Linked DNA regions of Macaca mulatta: region 1 is linked to region 2. The links are chromatin contacts, called in public Hi-C maps. All regions are on one chromosome and are shown on one strand. The core of a region is the stretch at or near the end of the contact, and the rest is flanking DNA. Distances in the headings are between cores, read along the strand shown.

Region 1 (3,848 bases), core at 323-2,822, 95 kb before region 2:
AGGCGTTGAGCAACCGCATCCGGCCCTTTCTACCTTCGTATATACCAGTTACCTGTTGTCTCTTCCCCCACTAGAAGGTAAGCTTCATGAGAACAGAAGTTGTCTTTTTCCTTGCTGTTTCCCTATTTAAGCAATGAATTCAGGAACCTGTGAGTAGGGATCAAGCTCCTCTTTCACACAAAGAAACACCTGGCCTTGGATGGGTGAAGGGCTTTATCGCAGCTGGTGCTGGGTGGAGCCGGAGTGTGAGCAGCGCCCATAGTGCTCCTCGCCTCTTCCACCCACCCAGAATCCTCCCCAGTGACCCAGGACCAGGCGGCTGCGGGGAGGCCGAGAGCCTTCACTAAATGTGACGCATCAGTGACTACAGCCCTGAAATTGAAATTGGAAGCCCAGGCTTGTGTTCACGTCCAGCAAATCCAACAGGTGAAAAATCTAGCTTGTCATCAGCTTATAATAGTCCCATTATCAAAAGCTTAGCCAGGGCTGCTGATTTTGCTTTTAAGTGTTTGAGGCTTTTTTTTTTTCTTCCAAATCATTTATTTTTCTCTTATGATATGAGAACAGTAGAAAATATGGATAACTATGCAGTTTATGTAAGCATTCAACAATTGGGAGCGAATTTTCTACAATCCCGAGAGCGGTCACTCCGGGAGCGCATCCGCCCCAAGAAAGGTGGGCAGGCAGCCGCGCGTGCGGGCAAAACCTCAAAGAGGAGCGGCTCGGTGGCTCTTTCTGCCCCTGCTTCCCCTCCTCCTGCTTTACCGAGATCACTACCGGGGGCCCTGGAGACGGCCGTCCCCAGGGCACTCCGGGAGCCGACCGAGTCTCGCGGGGTCGCTCCGCCCGGAGGCTCTCCAGACCCCTGCGCGCGGCAGCCCTGGCCCCAGTCACCCCTGCGCGCAAGCCCGCGAACTCCGAGTGGTCAGGTCCTCCCCACCGAGGTGATTTCGATTCAACGGCGATCGGAGTCCCCGAGAAAGGTGCAGGCGCCTCCCGCCGCCGTGGGGAGCGCACAGCAGAAAGCTTGGGGCGTAAGCAAGAGGGGAAAGGAGGTGGTGTTGAGTGAGAACCAGCCGAGTGTTTTCCAAACATCCATTTAATCTTGGGTTTATCCTATGTATAAAATCTTAACGTGAGGTAGGCTTTCTTATTCCCACTGTGCAGACAGGGAAAATGAGGCTCAGAAGATGCGGTGGTGGTCTGCAAGGTGGAAGAGCTGGGTTCGCAGCCAGGACGGTCTGAGGCTGCGCTCCTTCCCCGGGGGCCGCAGCGGGGCGGCGTCTAGCGCGGCAGAAGCTTGCCGAGGGCCGCGGCAGGCGCGCGCGGGCGCGGGGGCTGGTCGGGCAGCATGGCGGCGCTGTGCTCTGCCCGCAGGGCTAGGCGCGGGCACGCGGCGCGCAGGTGGCGCAGGCCGGCCGCGCTCACGTTGCGGCAGAAGTCCACGTGCAGTGTCTGCAGCGCGCGCCCGTCCGCCGCCACGGCCGCCAGCGTGCGGTTGGTGACGCGCGCGCAGTTCTCCAGGCGCAGTGCGCGCAGGCGTGGGCAGCAGCGCAGCAGGCGGGCCAGGCAGTCGTCGGTGACGTGGCCGCAGCCCGACAGCGTGACAGACGCCAGGTTGGGGCACCTGTGAGGAGAGTGCGGTGACCCGGGGCTCACTGGCTTGTTAAAGCCACCCAACCGCCCCGGGGACTGGGTGGACTCATTTACCGAGGAGGACTCGGGCCCTGCGAGGTGAAGACACTTGGCTGCGATGACACGGCAGGGTTCCACGTCGACTTTCTGGCCGACCCATTTTCCCTGTTCTTTCTGCCCCTGCACCCCACCGTACCTTCATTTGCGTGGGTTCTTGGCTCGTAGCCTCGGGAGCCCTAGTGGGAAGCCCTGACCCCGGCCCAGCAGAGTTCTGGGGCGGCTGTGGACAGAGGGAATGCCGGTTCTGGGAGCCACAGCCCTTGTCTCTTTGTTTCACTCTGGATGTGCTGCCTCGCAGGGGAGCGGTGCGTGGCGACTGACTGCTCCAGTCTAGCTTCAAGCCTGAGGCCCCTGAATGTCCCGGCGGGACGTGAGTGGGAAGAGGGATTTGTTTCCTTGGAGGTGGCTTAGTGACAGGCCCATCCCAACCCTCGAGGCGGTGGGGGCACGCGTCAGCATTGAGTCCGGGTTCAGCTTAGTTGACTAGAGCTGTTTCTGCATCCCCTGGGCCACCAGCCTGGAAAAGGGCAGGGATTGGAGGCAGCTAGACGCAGGCCCTGAGCAGGTACAATCAGGGACATCCACCCAGGTGGCTTGCCCAGAAAGCTTGGGGGAACTCTCTGCTGCAGCCTCACCAGCCCCTCCCAACAAAAAAAAGATCTTGAGCCAAGTTAGACTTGGCTTATCGCCGTGTCAGTCACTCAGAGAGCCTTCGTTTGCTCTGCATGGGGGAATAATGTCTACCACTGGGGTTGGGAGGAGCCTGCAACGGGGCCTTCCACAGGCAGTCATAACCCGCTTTCCCTGGAAACAAACGGGACCAGCCTGCTCCCAGTCCAGAAGGACCGACTAATGGGCTGGGGCCTTGGCTCCGCGCAGCCAGAGGGAGCTAGAGTCTGGACTGGGGAAGCGTTTCCCTTTCCCCGTCAGCACCCCCTGCAGCTCCGTGACTGCCCCTGGCTGGGCCAGCTCAGCTCCTTTGTGCCTGGGGTGGGAAGTAAGGCACTAAAATACGCTGGGCGCAGCCAGGTGTCACACCGAGCCCAGGCCTCCTTCAGGTTCATGCGCCTTCGTTAGTCACCCCGTCAACCTCTGCACCCCTAGTTTTGTAAGTGGAGAAACTGGCCCAGGGAGCTCAAGGGACTGGCCGGTGACTGACTTGCTGTCAAACCCAGGACAGATGTCTGAACCTTGCTGAGCGCCACTTTCTCATTTGTCAAGTGGGAGGAATTGTTACCTTCAAGGTGGTTATAAGGATTAGCTGTTTAAGCCTCAAAGGTGTTGGGTGATCTTTTCCTCTAAGAATCTTGGAATAATTCTGATACAGGGAAAAAACAAAGAGCGGACTGTCTCCCCGCCCAGCCATCCTCAGCCGTTCCTCCCGACCTGAGCCGAGCGCCAGAAGAACCAGATTCGGTAGACGTTCTTCCGTACCTACTGTGTGCCAGGTGCCACTGTGTCATTCTCTTATCGGATAAGAAAAATTTAGCACATTTTACAGAAGGAGAAATGAGGTTGCAAGAGTTTAAATATTTGAGCTGGGATCACATGGTTGGACGAACTGGGTGACCCAGCAGAGCCTTTTGCTTTTTATGTGACAGCAGGGCCCCTTGCTTGATCAGTACAGTGGCCTGGGAGGTCCACTTCACACCTGCAGGTTTGGAGCATTAAGCTCGGTTCTCTTACAGTAAGAATGGGACAATTTCAGGACATGTTCTGCCATTCGCACCCTGCTCCGCCGCCGCCCCGCCGCCCCGCCCCTCGCCATATCACTCTCTAGTCTGATTCTTGGGCCTTGTTAAGCCCATGAAAATGGCCTTGTCCAGTCAGGGCCCAGCCCCAAGTCCATCTTCTGTTTTCTCCCAGCTCAAAAGAAAGGTGGGGTCATGACGCTGTTTCCTTCCACTCCTGTAGTGCTGCCAGCAAATAGCAACTATGAACTTGGGTGGCAGTAAACTGGCTGAGCCTAGTTTTCCATGAGCAGCAGGCCCAGTTTGCTAAGTGATCAAGGGGGTGTTATTCCTCAAAGGCAGCACAGGACTGGCAGAGGCTCAGTGAGAGGCTGGTTGAGTAGCTCCGTGTTCTTGCCTGGGTCACTATACCCATGAGGCTGGGGCCGTGGGGGGAGCCTGGCTTAGTGGTTCAGCGTCTAT
Region 2 (3,879 bases), core at 440-2,939:
GTTATAGCTAATGTACCACCACAACCAATTTGTAAAGCAGTGCCATACACCTTATTTGTTGTTCCATACTCAACATTCCGACAAATTTACAGGTAAAAGCTAATTTACGTAAGTTTCTGCATCCTCACAAAAGAACTGTAATATTGCTCTGTGAAACCAATTAACCGTTAATTTTTAAAGGCTTCATACAGAAAAACAAATCTGACTTTACATAAGGCAAGCAAAGCATCAGACGTCTGAGCACGCCAGGAAACCGCAGTTATTTCTATTCCTTATCCCAGAGTATATTTTTCTCTGTGGACCTACCGATGTTTTTTCCAAGGACATAATCACTATTTAAGTAGTAAGCTGTCAAAAGTGCTAAGGCATTCTCTAAACTATCTTCCCAGCTCCGGCCCACAATGGAACATGTCACAGCTAAATCATACCATTGCCGTTTTTCTGTATTTCTTCAAATGAACTTAAGATTTTTGAAGTGCACAGTTCGAATTGTACACTATTAATATAACCCCAGATAGCAGTGATCATCTCAAGCTAATAAACAAAGACTAGCGGTGGCACCAGGGCCCTACCAGGAAGTAATCAAAGCCGTGTGGCCGGTGCGATCCTAAGAAGTCGCTTACAGCAGACAATGAGAGGGCACTGGGGCTTCCAAGGGGGCCAGCAGGAGGAGTTAAAACGCTTAAGTACTCAAAAGCCTTATATAAACCTAATAACTGTTTCACAACACAGGAACTCGGGAATCCCAACGCAATTTCGGACAACCCAAAAGGTCTGAAAAACAAACTCGAGCCGCCCCCTCCGAAGCAGCTGTTGGCTCAGCCTCCGAGCTTCTCAGCCCGCAGCCTGTTTTCAAACTTCACCCTTCCTGACAGATGAAAGACCCCGACCTCCGCCGCCCGAGCTCCGAGCGCCTCTCGGGGTTTCGAGGTGCCCGAGCCTGCGGAGAAGGGAAAGGAAACCCGGGCTGGGGTCGGCGGCGGAGAGGGGCCCCGCGCGCCCCGCAGCCCAGACAAAGCTGCGCCCGGAGAGCGGCGCTCTTCCCGTCCTGTCCGCGGAGGAGCGCGGTGCGAGCCCCGCCACACGTGCGGCCGCCCCTCGGGGGCCGGACACCCGCCCCACAGGCGACCCCGCGACACGGACGGGCACAGCCCCCGGCCACGGCAGGGCGGGGCAAGGGCGCGCGCAGCGGGCCAGGGTCCCCGCCCGCCGCTGCCCCCACGCGCTCGAGGCCTCCGCGGACTCCCGCCCCTCGCGGCCCTCTCCTTCGCTGGCCCGGCCGTCGGGCCTCGGGAAACAAAGGAGCCGCCGCCGCTCCCGCCCGCGCCCGCCTCATCGCATACCCTCCCCAGCCCGCCGGGCCCGGCTCGCCCTCGCCCCTCTCCGGGTCTGCGCGCCGGCCGCCTGCGGCCCCTAGACGGCAGGCCCGGCAGAGCCGGGGCCTCGGGTGCGCGGCGGGGCCGGCCCGTGGCCGCACTCACCGCTGCAGCACCAGGACGACGGGGAGCCGTTGGGGAACTTGGCTGCGTCCGGAGCGATGCAGACGCTGGAGCTCAGGTGTGGACACTCCATGGCCACGAGGAGGGCGGCTGGGAGGACCGCTGCTCCAGGACCCGGCGAGGTGGGGGCGGAGGAACTCCGGAGGCTCCGTCTGGGGTCGCTCCTAGCCGGGCGCTCGGCCGACGGCGGCTGCGTCTCGAGCCCTTGCGTCAAAGAAAGCACAGGCTTCCGGGCGCCGTGTTTTCTCGCCCGCCGTCTCCCGGCGGCCCGCTCCGTAGAACGTGTAACTCCGAGATCCGGGTTCTGCAGCCACCCCTAGACTGGAGGCTTCCGCCTTCCCAGGCCGGCCCCTCCCCGCCCCGCCCCTGGGCAAGCCCCGCCCCAGGGCCCGCCCCTGTCCACCCTGCGGGGTGGGGTCCCGGGGCGCTCCAGCTGGTGGCGCAGAGTCCGGCTGTGCTCCGAAGTGGCTTCCCTAGTCACGCCGCTTCCCCGGCCCCGGGAAGGGTGGGGCGCCGAGTAGGGCACCCCGGGCCGTCCGCGGCGTTTCCTGCGGTGGGCGGAGGAGACTGAACCTACGTGGTGCGGACCACTCCGTGGCTTCGTGGTAAAAATCCGGCAGCTCCAAGAACATTAAAACCTCTCGGGCAGACAGGCACTACGGCCCTCATTTTATACACGAAGAAACAAGCTGGGGAGGCCAAGGGCCTGGCCCCGGGGGAGGCGGGCAGCGGGTTTCATGGGTGCCAGGGCAGTCCAGACTTAGGGTTCGGCTCCTTGCGGCAGGTGCGATCCGTAGCCCTTTCTAGGTTCTGAACACGTGGTGTTAGCCAGCCACCTACATGCTGCGTGGCTGGGCCCACAGGGGCGCCCACAAACCCGCGTTCAAACCCTGTCACTGTGACTCACCATCTGCGTTACCTCCAGCACGTCGTAGGACTTACAAGCCTGGAAGTTCAAGTGAGATTAACGTAACCTGGGATTGCTGGGCAAGCTAAACTCCCCATTACCAGGCTAAGATAAGAAGGGAAGGGATCTAGCATTTGTTAGACACCTAAGGTCTCCCAGCCAGGCACTTCACATACCGCATTTAAGCCTCGTAACAGCCAACCAGCTGTTACCATTCCCTTTTTCCCGCGGGGGAAACCGAGTCTGTAACTTGTTAATCTGTATGGAGATTGGATCCCTGACCCTCTGACCTCTTTTTAGTAAGTGATTAGGGAAGAGGGCAAGCCTCAAGGGGCCCCTTGGGCTGGCATACCCTGGATGGAGCCTGCGATCTCACTGGGGCACTTGAGGACGTCCGGGGCTATTACAAATATTGCTTCCAAGTTGGGGCTCCTTGTAAAACCCGGCGAAGGAGCCTCGGGGCCAGAAGGCGAGCAGGGGGAGGGGGAAGACTGATGTGGCAATCCTGCGGCCACGGCGAGAGGAGGAAGGAAGGTCAGGAAATGATTAACCGGGCAGGGCAGTGGTTAGAGCCGGGCACCTCCCCGCAGTGCAGTCCTAGAGCAGCCAGGGACGCCCCGTCAGTCACTTTTCACTCCTCCCTACCTCCCACGCCACAAGTCGGCCTCTTCCGCATAGACCTCTGCCTAATGGTATCCACCCACGGGGGTGCGGCACCTCTGCTCATCCTTTCCCGAGAAGTATTTCTGATTCCTCAAAGATCTGCCCTTTTCCAAGTGGTATTTGATTGCTGTTAGAGCAAGCCTCGGCCTAGGATTTTTATGGCAGTGAGGCATTGTGGAAAGTGCGTCTGCCTAGGAAGGCAGGCCGGCACGGGTTCAAATCTTAGCTCTGCTGCCTACTTGACGGCCAGGCTTAGCAAGTGTCTCTAGCCGTTCCAAGCCTTTTCTAGATCTGTAAAACTGGAAGAAGAATACTTGTCTCGCAAGGAACGTGGGAATTCATGACAATTGCCACCCCATACTAGGTGGCCAATAACTTATAACTTTGTATTTGTTTTTACTGACACTAGATGAGAACTCCTTTCCTGGGAAGTGGGAGGAGGAGAAACAATAATATCTGCCCTTGGCTCAAGTTTTTCCACCCATCTCTCCATGTCAACCTATTTGTCTTTAAGACCTTGGTCCACCAACCTTCTGTTTCCTCTGGACACCCACCCCCACTTAGCATCCATAGCCCCTTGTTCAGCCCTGGAGCATGACCTCACTCAGGCCATGCTTCATACTGGTATATAATATTTCTTCACCCTCTCAGAGACTCCATTTCCTAATCCCCTAGACTTCAGTTTAAACATCACTTCCTGAGGGAGTCTTTTCCCAACCCTGTCCCACCCCCAGGGTACCTCTCAGTGCGTGATGCCCTTGTCTGCCCCAACACCGGCTTTTAAAAACACTTTAAAACACACACACACAC

What was found. A called contact is a pair of places that touch in the nucleus more often than the background predicts.
Region 1: a contact with region 2 is called in a Hi-C map of liver, with 2.3 times the contacts expected there. The contact joins the promoter of LOC144329917 here to the promoter of USP3 in region 2. A contact is called at or near these places in 2 of 14 Hi-C or Micro-C datasets (cortical neurons and liver).

What each region holds. Positions count from the first base shown.
Region 1 is chr7:40,936,493-40,940,340 of T2T-MMU8v2.0, reverse strand. LOC144329917 reads left to right here and starts at 1,572. Exons shown (of 5, transcript XR_013395656.1): 1 at 1,572-2,065; 2 at 3,023-3,143. LOC706086 (F-box and leucine-rich protein 22) reads right to left here. Exons shown (of 2, transcript XM_001106074.5): 2 at 517-1,627. The coding sequence ends at 1,285. It also overlaps the pseudogene LOC106999197.
Region 2 is chr7:40,841,835-40,845,713 of T2T-MMU8v2.0, reverse strand. USP3 (ubiquitin specific peptidase 3) reads right to left here and starts at 1,689. Exons shown (of 15, transcript NM_001266070.1): 1 at 1,482-1,689. The coding sequence starts at 1,572.